Linked DNA regions of Mus musculus: all the other regions are linked to region 4. A link is a contact called in public promoter capture Hi-C data. All regions are on one chromosome and are shown on one strand. The core of a region is the stretch at or near the end of the contact, and the rest is flanking DNA. Distances in the headings are between cores, read along the strand shown.

The links. Promoter capture Hi-C pulls out the DNA fragments that hold promoters and counts their contacts.
Region 1: a contact with region 4 is called in a promoter capture Hi-C map of hippocampal neurons, with 2.6 times the contacts expected there. The contact joins the enhancer-like site here to the promoter of Cacng5 in region 4. A contact is called at or near these places in 4 of 39 promoter capture datasets (the 3T3-L1 cell line, hippocampal neurons, liver and 1 more).
Region 2: a promoter capture Hi-C map of liver shows a contact between it and region 4, with 6 times the contacts expected there. The contact joins the promoter of E030025P04Rik here to the promoter of Cacng5 in region 4. A contact is called at or near these places in 8 of 39 promoter capture datasets (the 3T3-L1 cell line, embryonic stem cells, hippocampal neurons and 3 more).
Region 3: a promoter capture Hi-C map of hippocampal neurons shows a contact between it and region 4, with 5 times the contacts expected there. The contact joins the promoter of Arsg here to the promoter of Cacng5 in region 4. A contact is called at or near these places in 3 of 39 promoter capture datasets (cranial neural crest, hippocampal neurons and stem cell-derived epiblast-like cells) and 2 of 115 datasets of contacts at active chromatin or transcription factors (embryonic forebrain and embryonic stem cells).

The regions. Positions count from the first base shown.
Region 1 is chr11:109,529,087-109,534,814 of GRCm38.p6, reverse strand. Arsg (arylsulfatase G) reads right to left here. Exons shown (of 14, transcript NM_028710.3): 9 at 710-906. Among named protein-coding and RNA genes, the nearest start is that of Gm22378, 32 kb to the right of the region's middle. Within about 2 kb of position 4,289, at least 5 of the 459 cell types and tissues checked have an H3K27ac peak or open chromatin away from gene starts, as enhancers often do. A contact at or near this core is called in hippocampal neurons, where this site is marked.
Region 2 is chr11:109,140,503-109,146,589 of GRCm38.p6, reverse strand. E030025P04Rik (RIKEN cDNA E030025P04 gene) reads left to right here and starts at 2,221. Exons shown (of 3, transcript NR_037978.1): 1 at 2,221-2,771.
Region 3 is chr11:109,470,303-109,476,017 of GRCm38.p6, reverse strand. Arsg (arylsulfatase G) reads right to left here and starts at 2,644. Exons shown (of 14, transcript NM_028710.3): 1 at 2,597-2,644. It overlaps Slc16a6 (solute carrier family 16 (monocarboxylic acid transporters), member 6), which reads left to right and starts at 2,420. Exons shown (of 6, transcript NM_001029842.2): 1 at 2,420-2,770. The coding sequence starts at 2,526.
Region 4 is chr11:107,911,315-107,916,945 of GRCm38.p6, reverse strand. It overlaps Cacng5 (calcium channel, voltage-dependent, gamma subunit 5), which reads left to right and starts at 1,891. Exons shown (of 6, transcript NM_001199301.1): 1 at 1,891-2,046.

The DNA.
Region 1 (5,728 bases), core at 3,040-5,539, 1.6 Mb before region 4:
TTCAAAACCCGGTTTCAACTTAATCCAAAGTAGTAGCTGCCACTCTGCTACATAGAAACCTGAGGCACAAAATATCTATGGAATGCCCCCCCCCAACACACACACACACACACACACACACACACACACACACCACCTTTGGATTCTTCTGAAACAGAGTCCTGCTGTATATCGCCCAGAGTAGCCTTGAATTTACTATACTGCCCATTGTGGCCTTGAACTGGAAATCATGCCTTAGACTCTGAAGCGCTAGAATTCTAAACAGTGTTGTGTACTATCGTATCTAGCTAGATGTGAGCCCTTTAAAGGGATAATTAATTCAGCTCTTCTAGGGCCACCTGACTACAGATAGGACCAGTAGCAACCACAATCATTGGGACCAGAGAAGAGATAGAAAAGAACTACACAAGTTCACAATGGCAAAGCCACTCTTTAACAAGAAGAGTGAATAGTTGGAGGGTCCTAGTCAACATCTGTGGGATGAGCAAAGTATGTGCTCTGTCAGCACAAACCTTTCTTGTGACCGGATCTTGCAGAACCCAACAGACAACGTGCTCAGAGGTCAGGCAAATGAATATCATCAGGGCCCCAAGTTCATAGGAAGCCCCTTCCCTGTTAAAAACATCACATGACAGACACTGCTCTCCGTAGACCCGGGTGTGGCTATATTTTAGATACCAGACATATCAGCTGGACATTTCTACCTTACCTGTAAACCAGAGGAGTGTGTTTTCTCTTGCCACATGGTCAACTTTGTCCTTGATCTGCCCTACCAGACTGTCCATCTCCCGGAGACTTGCACGGTACAGGCTTTGGCGCTGTGGGTGTGCCAATGGTGGAGTTACAGACAAAGGCACATGCATGTGAGCCAGGCCCACGTAGAGCAGGAAGGGTCTTCCACTGGTGCTGGAATAAATGGGAAAACTCAGAGCCTTTGCAAGAGGCTAGTCTTGTCCAGAGCCTCAGCAGTCAACCACCACCCCACCACAGGACCAACCCTTGGGCACATGGAAAATTCATTTGTCTAATTATAAGAAAATGTGTAAATCAACTCGCTAGCTGATTAGAAAAACAATGCACCGTAATGATGGCTAGTATCCTGTAATAGTAAGAGGTATTACATAGGATTGGTGTCTAGGTCCATCCTTAGGATAACTCCAGTTTCTCCTTTCAGGCAATGAACCATACATCTAGAGGGATTTAAGGACTTCCTTCAGGTTATGCCACTAATAATAAACAGCCTGGATTTAAACTCAAAGTCTGCCTAGAGCAAAGTCTGTGCTCTGTGCTGCACTTCAGAGTCCAAGCATCCGGACCACCATGTTAATTCCAGGAGATATAGCCACAAGGAATCTCAAGATGCGCGTGGATGTCGGGATGGTTCTGATGCTAAGGTCCTGTTCCCCAGTTGGTTCTTGGTCTACCAGTAAAGATGCCATGGGCTCAATTGCCGAACAGAAGGAACAGGCAGAACTTCTGGATCCCCCACAGGCAAGCAGGAGACACAGGAGAGGGGGAAGGGATAGCTTGCCCTGCTTCAGAGAGAAAAAAGCCAACTGGCCATGTGAGATCTCGGTGGGAGTGACCACAGGCCGCTTCTATGGGGGGTGGGGGTGGGGGGCGGGAATGCTGAGCTGGGACTGAGCAACTGAAATTGAGTACAGATTTAGGGGGCTGAGCTGGGAGTTCTGGGAAGGGCATGCTAGCCAAGGTAGATTGGAGGTACTTAGCAGTTGAGCCAATAAGGCAAGTTGAAATTGGACAACTGTGTGTATCTGTGTTTTTCATCCAGTGATCCAATATTCTCTGGGCAGGGGCTGGTAATGTGGCCTGTTCCTGGAGCTTAGACAGGGTAGCAAAAGCTACACGCAACATGTGACCAAAGGGGAAAGACATTTAGATCAAGGCTCTGTTCTACACTAAACCTGATTCCTCTGGCAAATTCAGAATGAAAGGCTTGAGGGAGCTAGCATGGCCAGGCCAAGTCTCTCTGGTCTCATGGGGGCAGGCCCATAATCTTAGCTACTTGGGAAACTGGTGTAGAAAGGTCACAAGTTCAAAGCCTGACTGAGCTACATAGTGAGATGAAGACCAGCCTAGAAAACTTAGTGAAGCCCTGTCTCAAAACAAAAAGGAAAGAAATGGCCTGGGGGTATGACTTAGAGGTAGAATTCTTGCCTGATGGACAGTAAGGCCTGAAGTTTAACTTCCAACACTACCACCACCACCAGATCCTGTCAGCCTCTTCTCGTCTCCACAGGCACTGCGTGTGCATGGCAAAATACATGCAGGCAAATAGACACAATAAGAATTAATTTTCATGCAAGTTTTTTGAGTGGCTGATTTGAGTTCCCTTTCACTTCTTAAAATCGCTCGATGAGTTTGGCTCAACATCAGGACAGACTTCCCGATCATTTCTAAAATGCTAACTGAACGTACTTCTGCCGCTTTGTACTGCATACGCTGCGGAGGAGTTACTTCTTCATATAAAAGCAAAGAAGCGCATCTCATCTTTAACGGATGCTTTAAGTTGCATGCACGCCACAGGGTGGTTTGAAAATTATCTTTTTTTATGATTTATTATCGGTACACGTTTGGTCTGTATACCTATTTTGTGTACATGCCTACGGGGCTGTTGTAAACATTTCTTGAGGCGGGGTTGGAGGCGTGGCTCAGTGGGATACTCCTCTCCCTGAGCACCCTTACCATGGTGATGTTCCCTCTCCATCTTCCTTTCCACCCCAGCACCAATGCACCAGGGTTCTAGATTCCCTTTCAAGACCCATTTTCACCCAATGAAGGTAATGGCTAATTTGCTCAGAGCACCACATTCTACATCAGCAAATCAAGGAAAAGAGAAAAAAATAATATAAAAAATAAAAACCTAGGCTCCAGCTCTTGAAGGTCCGTTTTTTTGTCTACAGGCCATCAGGACCCTGGTCTGAATGAGCGTGTATCTTAGCTCAGACTGCTTCAACAAAAATACCACAGCCTGGGTGAATCGAAGCAAATGTTTATTCTCCCAGTCCTAGCACCTAGGAGTGTCTCCTTCCTCAGACACTACCTCCTTTTACCCTCAACAGAGAGAGAAACTAGTCTTATCCTTACCTGATAAGAACACTAATCCAATCACGGGGGCTCCATCCTCCTGACCCTACCTCGACCTAAACACCTTCCAAAGGTTCCCACGTCCTAATAATATCCCACTTGGAGAAGGTGTGTTCAACCCGTGCCCTCTTAGGCCACATACACACATGATGACTATGAATGCCACCGAACATAAACTTACTTAAAACATAAGGTTTGTGTGCACGTGTGCGTGTGCGTGTCTGTGTGTCTACTATGAAGTCCCAGCTACCTTGAATTCAAGCTCCTCCTGCATTCGACCCATGAATGGAACGCTGAGGTCAGAGGCGTGTGCTACCATATCCCCTCTTGCTGTCTTTCATACCTTGATTGTGCACTTTGTAAATGACAGCTTGTATCATAAAGTTAAATATGTCTTGTGTGACTAAGGGCTTGGGTGTCAACTTTCGAAGTATAAGAGACATAGAAATACAGGTATAACATCCTGGGTATTGACCGCATACCAGATTTTCCAGAAGACTCTGGTTTTGAACTCATCAAGTCAACATCTACTCTTCTGCCTAACTGACCCACCCTTACTTGCCAGGTTCTCTATGTTCTCTGTTCCCAGTAAGCAACATAGGACTGGTTGGCTTCATGCTTCCAGAGAACCCATGTCACTCTCTGCCTGCTCCCCTGTTTAGAGCTTTGTCTGATGCCTAAAAAATGCACATGTTCTGGTAGATTTGACAAGCAGGTCCAAGTGGAAGGCATATCATTGTCTTAGTTACAATAACTGTTGTTGTGATGAAACACCAGGACCAAAAGCAAGTTGGGGAGGAAAGGATTTATTTGGCTTACACTTCCACATCACTGTTCATCACTGGAGGAAGTCAGGACAGGACTTCAAGCAGGGCAGGAACCTGGAGGCAAGAGCTGATGCAGCGGCCATGGGCAATGCTGCTTACTGGCTTGCTCAGCCTGCTTTCTTATAGAACCCAGGACCACCAGGCAAGGGATGGCCCCACCCACAATGGGCTGTGCCCTCCCCTATCAACCACTAATTAAGAAAATACCCGGCAAGGCTTGCCTTCAGCCAAATCTTATGGAGGAATTTTCTTTATTGAGGTTTCCTCTTCTGGGATGGCTTTAGCTGGTGTCAAGTTGACATAAAACTAGCCAGCACGGATGTGGGCAGGTCCAGGGGACTTTTCTGCTTGCTACAGTGAAGAAAGTCATGGATGAATTGGCAGGTCAAATCTTAAAGAAGCCTGCATGCCCTATGACTGCCTTCTGTAAAGTTTAAAAGCCAATGACTCATTACTTTAGTTAGGGAAACAGCCAATTCTTCACTTTTTTTTTCCTTTGATACTAAGAGAATATCAGTTGGTTTGCCTTTCAATGCAATCCAACTGATGGATGTCTAGGCTCCAACACCCCTGCAGAGCAAGCATTACACAGTCCCCAGCCCCAGCCAGCTGTCACTCCTCCTGCTTAGAAGGCTGAGACTCTAAAACAACAGGAAACTGCCCTCGCCAACTATGAAGCATCTGCTCATTGCAGGGCAAAGGAAACTAGAACCATCCCTAAGCTGTAGGGAGCTGGGAGATGCTCAACCTTCCAGATCAGAAAAGCTTGGCTCTGTCTCTATCAGCAGTCTGAGAAAAACTACTGGCAGTGTTCGTCAGATATCTGGGGGGTCGTTCAGATGCCACCGCTAAGATCCTGGGATGTTGCTCTGAGATTTGAAGTAGTGGGGGCATATTCTGAAGCGCACACACAAATAAGTCTACCTCACCTGACACATCTGCCCTCCTTCATGGTGTCTCTAGAAAAGTCCAACATGGCCGAGCAAGGGCTGTAGGACCCCCTGCACAGCCAGCTGATCTGTTCAGCTATCCCGAGAGAATGCCATTTTAACTCAGCATCCCTTACTTAAGTTACGGCTATGAACCGAAGAGAAGTGTTCCACTGTCCTTGAGGTGTCTGAGACCTTGGGAGATGGAAGCAATCACACGTTTAGCCACCATTAGCCAGGCCAGACCAGGACCAGGACGTACAACACACGGTGGGGTGGATTCTGTTGTCGCCTGTGCTGTTTGCTTTCTTGGACATTAATTTAGTTTATGCAGAGGTGCCATGGCGTGTGGAGGTCAAAGAACAACTTTTAGGAGTTGGTTCTTTCCTTCCACTCACACAACCCGGGGGATTCAACTCATGCTGTGGGGCTTAGCAGCCAGTGCCTTTATCCACTGAGCCACCTGGAGTCCTGTTATTATCATTATTATTTTAATGATTTTTTTTAACTTTTATTTAATGTGAATTGGTGCTCTGCCTTCACGTATATCTGTATGAGGGTGTCAGATCCTCTGGAGTTACAGTTGTAGGTGCTGGGATCGAACCCTGGTCCTCTGGAGGAGCTGCCAGTACTTGTAACCACTAAGCCATCTCTCCAGCCCTCTCTTGATTTTTTTTTAATTAGTAGTTTCTAACATTTTAAGACTGTTTCCTGTCTCTCCCCCAAACTGGAAAGATCTGATAGCTCAGGCTTGCATTCCTGGCTCACCCATCATCAATGGTGGCAGCTAGGTAACAACTGCTTACTACAGATGGGGCCTGCTTTCCACTTTTTTTAAGTGTTTTCTTTCAATTCTATGTTATG
Region 2 (6,087 bases), core at 972-3,471, 1.2 Mb before region 4:
TGTCTCTGTGAGTTCAAAAGACTCAACAGCTTCCCGTGAGAAGAACAAGATCTGTTGCACCTGCAGGTCCTTAAAGAACTCTCTCTTGTTTGCTGTGGTGTCCCTGGTGGCTCTCATAGTGTCTGACAATAGGGTTCAGGTGTAGGGAAAGACTCGTGGTAACATAGACGTTAACACCATATAGTCCAAGAGATGGGGCAAGTCCCAGTATGGGTGGCAGGCACCAGCCCTCATCAGGTCAGCCTTGGGGACCCCTGGAGGGGGTTAACATGAGCAGAACTGTCACTAGATGCTTCAGAGAGCAAAGAGGAGGTACAGAGGACCACTCACCTCAGACCTTGGGGTATGTGTTAAGTGTTCGATGTATCCTGGATGACTAAAGAAAGGACATCATGAGCTAGTGTGGATGAAAGTGGTTTTCAAACCATAGGGAAACTCCCTGAGACTGAGCTATTTGGCCATTATCACCTTCTCTGCTCCCTGGATCCATGAATAGATGACATTCTGCAGTCTCTTATGTTGCTGCCACTGCAGAAGCAAGACACAAAGCCTGGCTGTGGGGACCTCCAGGTGGCCAGGTTTGAAGACTTCATGTCAAGGAGCGATAACTACCTTGCTTTTCTTTTCTTGGGGGTTGCTTAGCATCTGGTGTTGTCTTGACCAACAGGCAGTAGCAGTGGTAGTTCATGTTGCAGATTTGAGAGGTTCCTAGAGGCTGTGCAATAAGTCCAGGGTTCAGAAGCACAGTGCTGGAGTCCTGGGCACTATTCATAAGCAGAGAGGGTCACTCAAAAAGCCCTTTTAGAACCGAAGGCCTGTGAGCATGTAGCTCTGACCATGGTCCTAGCAGTCCAAATGGTCCTTGTGAAGATAGAAGGAGGACGTGCTTAAGAGAACAACTACGGAAGTATTTCAGCTTGACTGGGGCAGACGATATTGACAAGAAGGCATCGGTTGGAGACAAACATGAAATACTTACTGGCCTTAGTAGGCAGATGATTCCAGCCATGATCTTAAGGTCTTACATGGTAAGGATCCTAAGATGAGTTGCTAACCTGACTCCAAATCAGACCTTACAGAGAACAGCCAAAGGGTCTGGAAAAGAAAGGAAGTGAAGCCCACCTCCAAGAGTTCCAAAGGATGGAGGGTCTCATTCTGCATGCTTGCTTGGCGAGGTTACGACAAATGCCTGGCTCGATTCCAAGTTCCTAGAAACAATGTTTACAAGATAGTGCCTTTGTTCCTCAAGAAGTAAATACATAGAATCCCAAGTCCAAGCCAGGCGAAGGCCATTGCAGTTCTGTTTCCCTCAGTCCTAAGAGTCTAGCACTCCAAGGACATGGGATGGACGCTAATAACCAAGCTTTATACAGCATCTGGCAACGGCACTCATAAAATCCAGAGAGATTACACGGCCTGGGAAATGGTGCAATTAGTTAGATTTATAACCAGCTGACAGATTGTACCCAAAGGATGCTGATAAACAGGATATAGAATCTCCTAAATGGAGACCTTCAGGAATGAGACAGATATCGTCAATAAGTAAGAGTGGGCTGTGTGCCTGATAACAGGGGACAGTTGGGACAGAGGCCAAACAGAGAGCCTGTGTATCGACTACCAGATGTGCTCATTGCACGAGTCCCAGGTAGAGTGCATAGTCTACAACCTACATAACTGTATACAGCTGCTCCAGCTGTTGGGTTGTGGTTCTGGTGTTGACATAGCTTCAATCGTTCAGGAGAAGCTTTAAAAAATAATCCAGTGTTGGCCACTAATTCAAAGGTAAAATAAAAAAGAAACATAAAATATTATTCAGTCCAAACATAGCACATCTGCAGGCCTCATCTGGCAGCTGGACCATCAATATGTGAACTCTGACCCCAGAAAGATTTTCAGTAGCATGGGGCTGTGTCATGTGTCCACTTCTATTCAACATGTTTATCAATGACTTAGATTAAACTCTAGAAAATATGAGGGTCAAATTGATTATTGATCCAAAGCCAGAGACACAGCTGGATGGCCAACTCTGGATTCTCAATCACTTCAAGAGACAGAGACTAGGACTGGGTTATGCAAGAGGACCTCTGGAGTAAACAAACGTTAGATCACGTCCTTGGGCAGGGTGTGTGTGTGTGTGGGGGGGGACGGGACAGGGACTGATCCACACAAGAACACATGACTTACCAGAGCACGTGGTAAGAGGGGAAATGCTGCAGAGTCTTTGCTGCCCACAGATCAGCAAACACACACTGGTGTGATGTGGTTGCCAAGATGAGAAGGAATTTTCAGCTTCACCAGGGGGAACAGATCCCATTCTGCTGGGGCCAGTGGCAGCTGGAGCTTTGCCCTTGGTTCTGGGAACGCTCTGAGATGGATGACTGCGAGATTTGCAGCAAGGAGGGCAAAGGGATTGAGCACTACTCAAAAGGAGAGTGAGTAGCTAAAGATGTTAGGGCTTCCTCCTCCCTTAGAGAACAGAAGTCTTGGCGTGTAACTCCTGGGCTCTGACATCTGGGGAGTTTCGAATGGATGTCTCAGACAACACCAAAGAAGAAGAAAAAAACATACCAAGAACCAGAGTTTAGTCAACCCTTCAGATACTGCGTAAGCATGTCTCAGATTTGGGGGAAGGACTGTCCCCACCTCACCCCTGGGAGCAGCAGGAGGTGGGTCAACTTCAGCCAAGACCAGGATGGAAGGGATCCGACTGTTAGACGCGTGGCCGTCAGAGACACAGAGGACACAGCTAATAGGATGCAGAAAAGGCCCAGGTGAGAGTTAGCTGTGACATTTTTTTTTAAATAACCACTGAAACTAAATAGCCACATACAAACTTCTAACTTTGGCTGGTAAGGAACAGCGTATCAAACGAATTTAGGAGGAGGGGCCCGAGGCCAATGGGTACTTAGGAGACATCAACATGACAAACCATAGTTTCAAAAGTGGGGTTTCAAGTCGGGCGTGGTGGTGCACACCTTAAATCCCTGCACTTGGGAGGCAGAGGCAGGTAGATGTCTGTGTTTGAGGCTAGCCTGTTCTACAAAACGAGTTCCAGGACAGCCAAGGCTATACAGAGAAACCCTGTCTCGAAAAAAAAAAGTGGGGTTTCTTCTGGGGTTTCTTCACCGAGGACTTCAGGAAGACACCTCATCTTTTTCCACCTTATGTATCTCAGAGGGCCACACTTCCACAAAGATAATTTTTCTCACCAAGTCATGAGAACACTCCCCGTTCTAAGAATGTAGGAACCCATTGCTCTTCCCTCAGAATAGACTGGAATCTCTTCACAAAGCATTGAAATACAACATCTTCTTTCAACGACTGGAGGTAAAGCCCATTCTAGTGTCACAGAGGGGAGAAGGGGATCTCGGAGCGCTACATGGTTGCCTGAGGTCGTGGAGGTCTAAGTCTGCTCTAGCAAGCATTATAAGTGCCCCTCAGAGCAAGAGTCAGCAGACTCCAGGGGAGGCACAGGATCCCAGCTACAGACCGACTTCTGATTCTTTGCTCTTTCATAGGCCTTCACGCCAAATGTCCTGCTATAAAACAAAGGGCCTTCCCATTAAGAACTGGCATCATACTTGGCACGATAGTATATATCTGTAATCCCTGCAGTGCCCAGGAGGCTGAAGGAGGACTTTCCTGAGTCTGAGACTGGCTTAGGTTCATACAATGAGTTAAAGGTCAGCCTGTGCTATAGAGTGGGCACACACACACACACACACACACACACACACACACACACACACACACAGAGAAAGAGAGAGAGAGAGACAGACAGACAGACAGACAGAGACAGACAAACAGACAGACAGACACACACACACAGAGACAGACAGACAGACAGACAGAGACAGAGACAGAGACAGAGACAGAGACAGAGACAGAGAGAACTAACTTGTAGACCATAATAATGAACATTGACTTTGTCCATTATAGACAGTCCCAGTTAGCAATGCAGGGATGTATGCTCATAGCAGGCATGGGCTAGCCTGAAGGCTAGGGACAAATTCTGTGGCCATAACATTAATGTGACCTTCAACCACAGACGGAGTGTCAACACCATTATACACATCACCATCACCATCTTAGGTGCATTTCTGTCCTTAGCACTCAGCCTGGCTTATCATCATGGTAGATAGCTTCCAGGGTGGTACCCAGCTATCCCTGGATTCTGATAGTCACATTCGTGCACACATTGGATGGGGCCAATGTGAAAAAGGATGACTCACCTTTAAGTAGGATATTACAGAAATGGCAAGAGTGACTCTCTAGGCAAGGTCATCAAAATACTCCTTGTTTTGTCTTGGCTGTGTCTCTGCCCACTCCGGGCAGGCCGGTCACCATGTTGTAAAGACATTCAAGCGGGCCTCCTGAGAGAGCCACGTGGTGAGGAACGGAGGCATCCTGCCAACCTGTGACTGGAAGCAGACCCCGAGAACTGAATTGAGTCCGTAGTCACATGCTGTCCACCTGACTTCATGGGCTCTATCTCATGTAGAACCCTGATCCAGACCACTGAGCCAAGCTTCTCTGGAATTCATGGCCCAGAGAAATCAGAAGAGATAATACTGTTTATTGTTATTGAAGTTGCTTCACTTTGGGGTGACTGGTTACATAGCAAAATACCACCCATGCATCATCCATAAATTCGTGATGAATGGAGCCAATAATGAGCAGGCAACAGATGATTATATCTGACTACGCCTGGACATAACCGGTAGCCACTGCGGCTCAGTTCTATTGAGAGACGATACTGCCCATGCCTTACACAACACACCCCAATTCCATTCTACAACAGAGGAAGAAGGCAGATAGCCCAACATGGCTCTCACTCCACCTACAAAACTTGTACACTACATGGTACACTACTGTACAGTCATTTGGTGGCTTGGAATCTAGTTCTAACAGGTGTTAGAGCACCTGTTAGCCTGAATGAGGCCCCGAGTTCCATCCCCAGCACTATGGAGCTAGGAGGGGAGGAAGAAGAAAGCAGGGCAAGGGTAGTGCCAAAAGAAATTCACGGCATGGCAAGGAAATACGGTCATAATAATTCACTGTTGATTAAAACAGGAAGGCAGCTGGGATGGGCACGGGCAGATGACTTAGCGGATGCTGTGCTTGCTGTACAAGTGTGAGGACCAGGGTTCAGATCCCCGGTACTCAAGTCAAGTCAAGGTACTCAAGTCAAGTCCTGTCATCCCAGCACTTGGGGAGGTGGAGACAAAGGACCCATGGATCATGCTAGCCAGCAAGACTAGCAGATTCAGTGAGTTCTGGGTTTAGCCAGAGACCTTGGCTTGGGGAATAAGGTGGGGGGGGGGAGTTAACAAGGAAGTCACTCCACGTCAACCTCTGACCTCCACATTCACCCTCTTACCTGCACACATACACCCACATGTGCAAACATGCATACACACACACCACATATACTTACTATATATGAGAGAGGTAGATAGATAGATAGATAGATAGATAGATAGAGACAGCATGATAGATAGATGATAGATAGATAGATAGATAGATAGATAGATAAATATAGACAGCATGATAGATAGATAGATGATAGAGATAGATAGATAGATAGATAGATAGATAGATAGATATAGACAGCATGATAGATAGATGATAGATGATAGATAGATAGATATAGACAGCATGATAGATAGATAGATGATAGAGATAGATAGATAGATAGATAGATAGATAGATAGATAGATAGATAGGGAAAACAGCTTCTAAGAAAGCAGACCTATATGAGCAAATATATTACAAGTCCTTATCATTATTTATATTACTAAGTATGTTGTCATTCTGTATATAAGTATATGAGTTATAAAATATACCCCTGTGCACAGACAGACAGATAGAGACAGACTGATAGGGAGCAGCTGGTCCTCCAAATGTGTGGGGTTTGCATGCGTATATTCAATCAATTGTGGAAAACATTTGGGGAAAAATCATGTCTGTATGGAGTGCCAAAGGTCCCTCTTAATTATTATTGTTCCCTAAACAATATAACACAGCAACTATTGGCATAGCTCCCACGGTGATCTGGACATGTTTAAAGTGTACACCAAGAAGGGC
Region 3 (5,715 bases), core at 1,395-3,894, 1.6 Mb before region 4:
GCTTTCATCTTTTCCCTGGATCACTAGGCTTCAAGGGAAAAAGGTGAGGCCCGGCTCTGACCAGCAAAAGTCATCAGCCTGTGGCCAGCAAGGCTGGATTCCAGCCACCTCTCCTTATCCAGACACCAGGGGTCCAAGTCAATCTGCCTCATCTCTACAAGGGGAATCATTGTACCACACCAGGACAAGCCAAACCTGATGGAGCGGACCTATAATTCCAGCACTTAGGTGAATTCCGAGGATCGGGAATTTAAGGTCATCCTCATCAGATTTTATCTCAAAAACCCAAATAAGTCAGGCATAGTGGTCCATGCCTTTGGCAGGTCTGAATTTGAGAGCTGCCTGGTGGCTATCCTGGAACACAGAGAAACCCTATCTGGAAAAACAAAACAAAACCAACACATCAAATCACATGGGTGCTACTTAATTCAGTATCGGAACCAACACAGATGTAAAACAATGAGTTATAATAAAATAGCAATAATACACTTTTTTTTTTTTCAAGACAGTCTTTCTCTGTGTAGCCCTTGCTGTCCTGGAACTCACTTTGTAGACCAGGCTGTCCTTGAACTCAGAAATCCGCCTGCCTCTGCCTCCAAGTGCTGGGATCAAAGGCGTGCACCACCACTGTCCCCGTGAAGTAATACATTATTAATAATTAATTCTACCTGGCTGCTGTTACTGCCCTCCACAGCCTGGTTTTATCCAGTCATTCATTCATTGATGTCTAGGACTTTGGGCACTATCTAAGTTTTAAACTCAGAGGTTGAGAAAACTCAAGAGGTAGGCATCACGGCACATGCCAGCGTTTTCAGTGCTTGGGAGGCACAGTCAGAAAGATTGCAAGCCCAAGATCAGCTGAGCTCCATCTTTAAAACGTGTCTTAAAATCGTGCCATTTCCAGCCAGGCAGAGCGTATTGTGCCTGTAGTCACAGCTACAGTGCAGGATGAGGCTGGTGGACGGGTTGAAGCTAGGCGGTGCAGACCAGTTACAGACAGACCTTGGTTAAGAAAAAGAAGCCTGCGACAGGCGGTGGTGGTGCACGCCTTTAATCCCAGCACTCGGGAGGCAGAGGCCAGCCTGGTTTCAAAGCTGTCTTGAAAAAACCAAAAGAAAAAGAAAAAAGAACCCTGCGATCCCATCACTTTGGAGGCCGAGACAGGAGGATCTTCAGTTTTAGGTTAGTCTTGGCTTGGCTAGTGAGATCGTGTTTTTTAAAAACAAACAAACCAGGATTTGGGGGGGGGGGGGTCAAATATAAGTTTGAAGCCAGCGTGGACTACACCTGTCTGGGATGGGGTAAAGGTTTAATTATTCCCACAAATTTGCCAGTTATTATTCAGTGGTAGCCTGGCTGGACTACAGTGACCAGAGTAACACACTCTGCACCAATACACCTGCCTCCTCACTTAGCCACACCAGAGCCTATTGACAGCACTGGGTGACTGCATTCCCAAATCCTGGGGGAAATGACAGAGCAAGGAAAGGTTTTTATTAAAATTTTGAACCGGTGCTCCTCCCGGTGGGTGGCGACCCTTCAGGCACACTCCCAAAGTAGGTTCTCTGCAGTTTCTAACATCAGAAAGACAATCTCTGAGCCACAATCAACCGACGTGGGTTGCCTAAGTCTGAGGGGGGAAGGGGGGGGAATGCAGAGGAACAGGGCTTTTGCTGTGAGGCAGTACCCAGTTTTTCTCCAGAGGTGTGAGATGGAGTCCAGGAAACCAACTTTGCGCCCCCTCTGGCTCTGAACAGTCCCTAATCCTCAGACACGCGCTGTCCTCAGGAATAACTCGGGCTTCTCCGGAAGCATCCATTTAGTTCATAGTGACCTTTGGGATCAGGGGGCTTGGAGGTTTGGGGGTCTCGATCCCCCCAGAAGCCTCCTGGGGGGGGGGGGGGTTAAGGCTGCCGTGCACCTGTGCTCACGCCGCCTCCCGCCTAGGCGGGTGCGCGCGCACGGAGAAGCGGAGATGCTGACTCAGCCAGGCTTCTCCCATCTCTTTCGCGCAGCGCGGATGCTGGCGGCTGGTGGCTGCTGCGGCTGCAAACAAGGCAGCACGGGGAGGGGAGGCGGGGGAACACGACAGTGCACCGGCAGCAACCCAGCCGCGGGCTCCTTAGGGCCCATTGCGGCACTTCCCCCCGCATGCCCGGAAGGGGAACTGGCGGGGCGCGCGAGTTGACGAAATTTGGGGGGGAAGTGGTCTCTAGAGGAGGAACTCGGGATCCCGCGCGTGCTCCGCTCACACCCAAACTGGAAGGAACCTGTTCAGTCCGGGACCAGGGACGCGCGGGACCAGCCCAAACGCGCGCCTCCCCTGCCCTCCCAACCCCCCCTCCCCAGCCTCCTCACTGGCTCCCCAAATCCTCAGGGCGCGGGCGGACCCGGGAGCTGCGCTCGGAGAGGGGGTGCAGGGGCGCACTCGGTCGCCCCGGGCTCGATCGCGCTCCCGCTCGCACTGCAGCTAAGTGCCGGGGTCCGATCGGGCCGGGATCACACGGGCACGCGCGGATGAGGGGATGAGGGCGTCGGGCCAAGGACCCCAGAGGCGTCGGCGGGGATGGGCGACCCGCGATGACAGCGCGGTTACCTTCCGTGACCCCCAGCCCCGGCAGCCGGCAGGCGGGGCGCGTGCCTTGCGCGGCCCCGATCCACGTGGGCCCGCGCGCGCGCACCAGGCCGGCCCCCTCCTTGCAGGCGCTCGGCGCTCCCAGCACATGGTCGGCGGCGCGCCCCCGAGGCCGGCGGAGACCGGCTGCAGCCGGTATAGGATAAGAGATAGGCAGAGAGAAGCGGGGCCGGGGCGCGGGCGGCGGCACGCACGGCCCGGGAGGAGGCGACAGGGTTGGGGGGCGGGGGGAGGGTGTGGCTCGGGTGGCCGAGGCTGGCGTGGGTTGGGGGCCAGGGTACTCCAGGCTCCCCGCCCGGAGCCAACTTGATAGAGACTCTGGCCCACGCCCTAAGGGGTTAAACCTTTTTCTCATGTTACGGAGCGGTTTATAAGAAGGCTCCGGAGGCCCAGCCTCCGCCTTATTGGGTGCCTTTTGGGGTTTATTCTCTTCCCTTCTAACTTGGTGAGTTGGTTTTATTATTTTACACGCTTAAAAGTTTGATTGTGGGGTATGGGTGTTTGTTTGTTTGTTTTTTAATATGTGTTGGGGCCTTTTTTTTTTTTTTAAGGGCGGGGAGGAGGAAAGCTTTTAACATTTTAAAGAGGTTAATCCGAAAAATATTCTGACAGTTGGGAGTGTTCGGAGCCACTGGGATGACGCGCTCGGGCAGTTGTGGGCAACTGAGAGTTGAATGTCCATGACCCTAAGTATAGATGGGTTCCAGGAAATACCTTAAAGGGTGCCCTGGCCTTTGATCGTCCCCAACCCGGGGTGAAAGGAGCCAGGCTGTGAGGCGAGTCCGGCGACCGTCTCAGACCCTCTCTGGATTTTCCTCATGAAGTTGCCGGCGCGTCAGCAGAGCGAAATGTCAGAGAGGTACCTTCCTTCCCCGGGCTCGCGCGCGCACCCAAGGCGGCCACTGAGGCAGCACGAGGGAAAAGTGGAACTTCGGGTCTCCATCCCTGTTACCCCCCTCCCCAGGGCGGTCCCGGAGAGAGACAGATTTCCCTTCGGAGCGTGGGTCCCACACCTTGCCGGGCTGCACTGTCACCCGCTTGCTGCCTGCTGGTCGGTCCCGCACAACTTCCAAGGTCCGCCGGGCTACCAGCGGCAGCAAAGTGTCGTGCAGCTGAACGGCTCCAGGCGTGGGGGGAGAATGATTTTAAAGAGGAAATAGGTTAATTTCCTTCTGGGTTGTTCTCAATCCCTGCACCGCAGCAGACAAGTGATAGAAGTTTGTTAGATGGCGTGTAAAAATGTCATCGAACAACAGGGTAGGGGGGAAGATCGTAGGAATTGAGGAACCCATTACAACTCCTTAACCTGGAAGCTGGTGGTTTGTACAGCTAGGCACTGTGCTGGCTGCTTTTGACGGGAAGGGGATTTCTACCTTAGGATTGAGATTTCAGCCTCTGGTGATCTGACTGGTTTTTTTTGTTTGTTTGTTTGTTTGTTTGTTTTGTTTTGTTTTTTTTACAAACCATTCTGATGAGTGTCTAGCTACAAGAAAGTGCCAGTTCCTATACTAAGGTCTTCCCGTGTGCCAAGCACTGTTAGGTGGCTCGGGGGTTGGGGAGAATACAGTGGTGAAACACCTTTCCTGGTAATTAAGGGACCAGCGGCACCCGGCACCGTCAAAGATAGAAACTGACAGTATGTAAATAAACAATGCAGTCAAGTGGAAAACTGGTCTTAATGAGTACCACTGGCCCTGAGTTTTCCTTCTGCGGTTTCCAGAAACAGGACTTTTCCTCAGTGGAACTCCAGAGGAAGACACTTAAATTAGGGGCTTGGGTTTCAACTCGATGGTCTTGCAAACCGGGTGAATAGCTTGTAGCCAGTGATTCATTCAAACGTGGCTGAGGCCGTTTAGCAGGTTAGAGTTGGGGAAGTTTTGTTTTTTATAGAGAGAATTCAAACGAACTTCCCACACACACATGCAGACTGGTCCAGACAACTGAGGCTAGAGACAACTTGTCAGAAGCTGTATACTCCGGTCTACATCTTGAAGGAGCTTCGAAGTGCCTCTGTTCTGCTGACACCAGCAGCCGCCAGCTCATTGCCTTCTAAGCTTGTCTTTTGAACTTCGCCCAGAACTGACCCTAGACTAACCCCAGAGACTGTATGATAATCCAGTATCTTTATGTCTTTTTGCCAAATCCTTACAACAAATTAAATCACAGTGAATGTCCCAGGTAATTATAAATCTCCAAGTCCTGTAGGACACCCATTTAAGGCCTGCTTCCTTCACCCTCTCAGGGAAACAGGCTTATTATCCTGTAGCCCAAACTGGCTTGAGACTTACTGCGTAAAGAAGCCTGCTTCAACACATAGCCCACTTCCTGTCTTGGCTTCCTGAGTGTAGCTGTCTATAGGTCTATAAGCAAAGAACTTCACTCCAGTTTGTTTTGTTTTATATTCTCTCCTTTTTCTTTTTTGACAGAGACATAAGGGTAACCAAAAGCTACTAGGAAATACACTAAACTGTCCAGCCTTTTTTTTTTCCATCAGAAGGACATTGGGGGGTCTTGGGTGAAAAGCCAGCAGGCGCTTACTCAGAATAACAGAACTATCTAATGGGGAAAAACCTAGAAATCGCCTTCACAGATGCAATTTAGCCATCAGGAGATTTCTGCTAGTCCGGAACCACTGCCCAAAGGGTTTCCAGAAGATAAACCCACACTGGGCTAATCTGTAGGTGGTAACTCAGAGTCAGTCGGGGTCAAAGGCCATCCCTTGGGATTGCCTCTTCTTAGGGGACAAGCTTTGGACTCAGAACCTAGTTAGATTCAGAATCTACGTGTTGGGAACACTGAACATCAAGAAGAGAAGCCGTGGCCGGAGACCAATCAGGTTGTTTAACCAGCTCTGCCATTTAAAGCCCCACAAGGTGTTTCCCATCAGATACAAAACCAAACGGACTGGTAGTTTTCGCAGTCTGTAATTTGTGGAGGCCTTTGAGTCGTCAAGTTGAAAGGTTGGGCCTCGGTTGCTTTGTGCACAGTGTGCACAGTGTGACGGTTCGTAGAGCCCAGTGGCCTGTTGGTTAAATGGCAGGAGGAAGAGCTAAGCAAACTGCTTATTCTGCAGCCAGACA
Region 4 (5,631 bases), core at 642-3,141:
ACAGCCTTCCCAAGAAAGGGTTGTACAACTGCCCGAGCCATACCCTGGTTTCCCAGAAGTGAGAGATTCAGAGAGGTTATAAATTTTGTCTGAGGTCACACAACTAGCTAGGTGGCAGATTCAGGTTGAAGATCACATCCCAACAAATCCACATCCTTTCTCTCTCAGTCACCAAGTCTTGGGGCACACTGCATTGGGCAGACTGGGAAGGAAGCCACGGGCATCCCTGGAAATGCCCTATGTAAAGAGTTTCAATGGAAAAAGAAAAAGTTGGGCATGGTGGCACATGCCTGTAATCCCAGCAGAGGCAGAGGCAGGTGGATTTCTGTGAATTCAATGTCTCTTTAGTCTCACTATGTAGCCCTGGCTATCCCGGCACTCACTGTGTTGAACAGGCTGGGCCTCAAACTCAGATCTTCTTTGTCATTTTGTGGCACGGATCCACCACACCTGTAGTGTAGTTTGTTTAGCAGCTATCTCCTTGGCAGCTTTAGTCTCTTGAAAAATTTATCCAACTTTTAGACATTCATTCAACAAACACCTCCCTCGCACCTGCTCTGTGCCAAGCCTTCTGCCTAAGCTCATAATATCAAGGAGAATGTCAATCAACTCATCATTGCCACACTGATGACTCCTGGGCCCAGAGGAGGAAGAGAAATGCATCCTTATACCACAGGGAGAACCAATAGTATGTGGTGCAGTTTCTATACAGCAGTATCCACCCACGGTCTGGATCAAGCAACCTTAGCCATAAAGGGCTTTCGTACAAGTGATGTCTTATAGTCTGGGGGTAAATGTGTTCACTGCTGATATCTCCGTGTCTGACACTGACCACTGGGCAGAGGAAACAGCTGAGTTGGTAAAATGCTAGCAAATATTTGCAGTCCAGACACTGGGAGCAGGAACAGGAAAAATCCCTGGGACTTGCTGACCAGCCGAGTCTAATCAGAGTTCCAGTACCAAGATCCCAACTGCATGCATGCACGCACATGTGTGCACACTGGGCATGTGTGTCACACACACACACACCACACATGAACTCACACACACATGAGCACACATTCACACGAACCATCTTCATTGCCTGAAGGAACTTGACAGAAGAGTCAAGTTGCTGGAGGACGCCCGCGGCCAGACTGCCCAAGCCTACATCCCTGCAGGGCATGCTTCCAGCTTGCAGCAAATGCTACTGTGTGCAAAGTTTACACATGTGTGGACAAAGTTACCAGCTGCCATTTCAGAGACATGAAGGTGGACTGATGTTCCAGCCAGAAAGAGTGAGCCATATGTCTTCCCAGCCAGTCTGGCTGGATAGCCGCCCTTCACCATACCATGGCTCCAGCTGCAAATTGTCTGGGGCTTCATAAACCTGTGAAATTAAGTTTGACGGTGCCACGGAAGCCAGGTAACAATTTAGAGAAGGAAGAAATGCTTAATGCCAGAGCCAGGCAGCTATGAGCTACAGATGTGGTTCTGTGGTGTGTCTTCAGGAACACCCTTGGGTCTGAGCTTTCCCCTTGGCATCCATGAAATGGGAAGGTTGTGAAGGTCAAATGACCAGAGACCTGAAAAGTGTTTTGACTAGTGTCTGGCCCTCAGAACTCAATAAACAACTGGCTGGGGCTGGAATAATCTCTCCACCACCGACTGCAGCGGCCGCCACAGGACGATAAGTCTGACTCAAGGCAGGTGCTCTCGTTTGGAAAGCCTCCCTTCTCCTACGACAACCCCCAAAGTCTTCACCTACAGCCTCCACGAGGACGCTTCCCCACCCCAAGGGTTCTCCTCTGGGTGGAAGGCAGCATCCTTCTGTCCCAAAGCCCACCCGCAACTGACTGCATTGGGAAGTCAGGCCCCGCCCAGACCCCGCCCCAGACCCCGCCTTCTTCTAGTCCAGTGTTCCAGCGGCGGCCACCCGCACGGTAGCTGGCGCAGAGCAGCTCCGGCGGACCGGACGGGGCGGGCGTCCGGCAAGCAGCGCGGCACCTTTCACCGCGCGCAGCCCACAAGGGACCTTCCAGGCGAGTCTGGGGTCGTGACCGTGAGGTAAGAGCAAAGATGAGCAGGAGGGATATACACACGCCTTATCGGGGGTCCAGGAAGCGATTATCTCTAGTGGAGTCAATGCTACTGCGTTGAGCTGGCCTCCTTAACTGAGTAGCCAGGGGCAGGGTGGGGCGTGCAGGCGCTCTCTCTCTCTCTCTCTCTCTCTCTCTCTCTCTCTCTCTCTCTGTGTGTGTGTGTGTGTGTGCAGGGGTTGGGGATCATGACGCCCCCTCTTTGCCGATGCTTTCGAGCAATTTGCCCACTCCAAAGCCAAAGCCACACTTTCCCACCACAGACTTGAGTAAAACTGGAAGAAATGACCCGGATGCGGGATAGTAAAGGCCTCTGCCACCTGTTGAGCTGGGCTGTGGGGTCTCTGAGGGCCTAACTCTCCTAGGCTGTCAGGATCTGTGATTGGACTCACTTCCCAGTGGTCTCACCCATCTGCAAGTTACCTGCCCATCTTAGGACATCCGCTCTGCCTATCTTGCTTTCCTCCTGTCTGCCCTAGGCGACAGGAGGGGATGCCTGGGAGGGCTAATGGGAGAAAGGGGCTTGGCTAAAAGCCCCAGAGCTGATAAAGGTCCGTGGTGGGACACCACAAGGCATGGGGATTCCCTTTATGCTTTGTGTGAGATACCAACCCTCCCCCCAGGAGTACCCTATATTTTCCCCTAGCCACTCGAAAGTGCCCCCATTTAATGACTGGATCTCTTTACTGGAATCCTATCATGGTAATTGATGGAGCTGCAACATATGAGCAGTTTTAAAGTGAAATGAAATCTTGGGGCTGAACAGGGATTTAAAAACCATACCAGGTACCTCCCGTGGTTGCTGAGCAAGTCTCATCTCAAGGCTGGCTCTCAGGATGCTGAGAAATGGATAGCTTTCTACTTGGTCTTGCCACACAGGTGGCAGAAATTCCAACCGTTCTCAGGTTGGAGGCATCAGGGTTTTGTGACCTGGGAGAGGGCTTGGGGGCATGGTAGCTGAACTGTTCACATACAGCTGGAAGAGGCTGGCCTTAGTCTGTGATAGAAAGCATGGACTCTAACCCCATTCGCTCACCCTCTAACAGTGTAGCATTGGCTAATTCACAGAGCCCCTTGGAGGCTCTGTAAAGCTGGGCTGTCAGTTGTGAGAACAGAGTAAGGTCACACATGACAGTATCCATTCGCAGAAATGTCCAGGGCTGTCTCGGCTTCCTCAGACACTAGACTTGGGGATGGTGGCCACATAGTGAGGAAAGCCAAATTAGTTCTCCGAGAGGGACAATGTGCAGTGTGAAGAGCTTTCCAGAGCTCTGGTGGAGTTTAGATTCCCCGAGGATGAAGGAGCTGTAACTATGGAGCCATGACTCTAGGGGGAGCTATCATTGCTTCCCCAGGCTTCTGGTCCATTTTTTTTGCAGACTCCTGGGTCATTGCCAGCTAGTCCTTCACTGTGTGTCTGTCTGTCATCCCATCCTGAGTTTGGTGCTGGTCTTACATGGTGACAGAACTGGGGACAACTGCAGGTGACTTTACAGGCACTGGTAAATCCTCTCTTCACCAAATATCCACTTCTCCTGGAGTATAGCTGTCTGAGTTCTAATATTCTGCCATGAGAGATTTATTCCTTTGGTCCCCTGCCTTGCAACCTGTGTCAGCTACTAAACCTTCACAGTGATGGCTTCTTTAGAGACATTCGGGACCTTTAAGAAAAGAGGGTATGGACAGAAGACCAGAAAGGGGGAACATTTGGTGCAGAAGAGAAAAGATAGGACTTTCCAAAGGTGTGGTCCCCAGGGACCCAGTACCCTGGGAGGAAGGCAGGCTGCGAAGGCAGATGGCAGGTGACGGGCAGGGAAGAGCTGCACCTCGGTTGTGATTCTCTGTGGGAACAGGAAGCGGGTGCCTACTAAGGAAGCCTGTGCTAGACAGCTGACTGGGAGTGAGCTGCAGGGCCCTGTGAGAGGCGAAGCCCCAAAGCTGCCTCACCCAGCCACTCAGCATCTCTTCTCTCGGCACACAGCTCCAGCCCCACAGGCAGCCATGCAGCATTCTGTGTTTGGAACCTAGGCTGTGGCTCTGGCTGTTTACATTGTTAGGGCAGCAGAACAAGGTCACCAGTGCCACACACACACACACACACACACCCTGGCCCTCGTGTCACCTCTCCGGAGAGAAGCAGAAACAGTCGTTCACGCACACCTGACATGGCGCCCGAGATGATGGAGGCTGGAGGAACAAGGGATTCCACTGGAGTTAGCATGAATGGCTTGTGAGGTCCTGTGTATCTCAGAGTGGGGCATGCTAGAGAACTGTGGGAAGTCCCTGCTGAGAGAGCCCGTGGGCCAGCCTCATTGGGGAAAGGGTGGATGAGCATCTCTTAGATCTGTGGGTACCACTGCCACTGCTGACCAGTCCTGGTTTATGATAGTCCAAAGAAGAGTGTTTGCAGCCCACCCTAGTGGTCCAGAGGGCCGGGTCTCAACCAGAAAGGAGACACAGTGGGCCACTAATGTGTCTTTATGGTCTTGCATTCCCAATAGACATCTTTTTGTTTGTTTGTTTTATTCGGTTAGTTTTGTTTTTCTGATAAAGCCCCAGCTCTCATGTACCTCAGGCTAGCCTCAAACTATCCATGTAGCTGAGGATGGTTTCAAACCCCTTATCCTGCCTTCGCCTCTCAAGCACTGGGATTGTAAGCATGGACCACCATGCCTGCTTTCCGCAGGGCTGGGGATCAAGCTCAGGGCCTTATACAAGGTAGGCAAACATATCATCACCCAAGCTGAGCTACATCCCCAGCCCAAGGGACAAACACCCTTATATATAATGCTGACTTATATATAATGTTGATGGTGGCAGCATATCTTTGTTTCCATAATGAGCACCAGGGGGCTTGTGCCAACCACTGAGCTAAGTGACAGGGGGGGCTCTGGTATGCTTGGCTTTGGGGGGTGGGTATTCTTGTGTTTGGTGACAAGTAGGCTGACCTGCGTATTGCAGGATGTCCCCAGTCTCCACCAACTAGATACCAACAGCACTCATCCATCTACACACCTGGCTGTCCTCAGACATTTGCCTGATATCCCCTGGGGAGCAAGGCAGCCTGATGTTGAGAATCATTGGGGATCTAGCTAAGAATAAACTAGGAGAGAAGAAAAAAAAAAACAGTCCTGCTCCCTCAGGAGCAGTGTTATGCGAAAGCAGCAAAAAAGCAGTCAGCTGCATGGTGGAAGTGCTGGCGAGAGGGTGGGGTGAGAGGCTGAAGAGTGTGGGTGGGGTGGGCGGCCATTTCTAAAGGAGACTCAGTGGTGGCGTGCCTGAGTAGGTGACATTTCGGCAGAGAGGGGAAGTGAGGAGAGAGAGCAAAGTGTGCAGAAATCTGGGGACCCACCTGCCAAGCAGTGGGGGGGATAAAGCTTAAGGGGGCAGTGGCTGGGGCTGGGTGGAGTGGATGAGGGTAGGGACAGGTTGCTGGAGTCTGATGATTTAACCCCCCCCCCCACACACACACACCCTCATAGGACTTTGCATTTTCACACTGAGCGCTCACAGCCTGCTGGGTGCCGACCTACACCATCTCGACTGCCTTTAG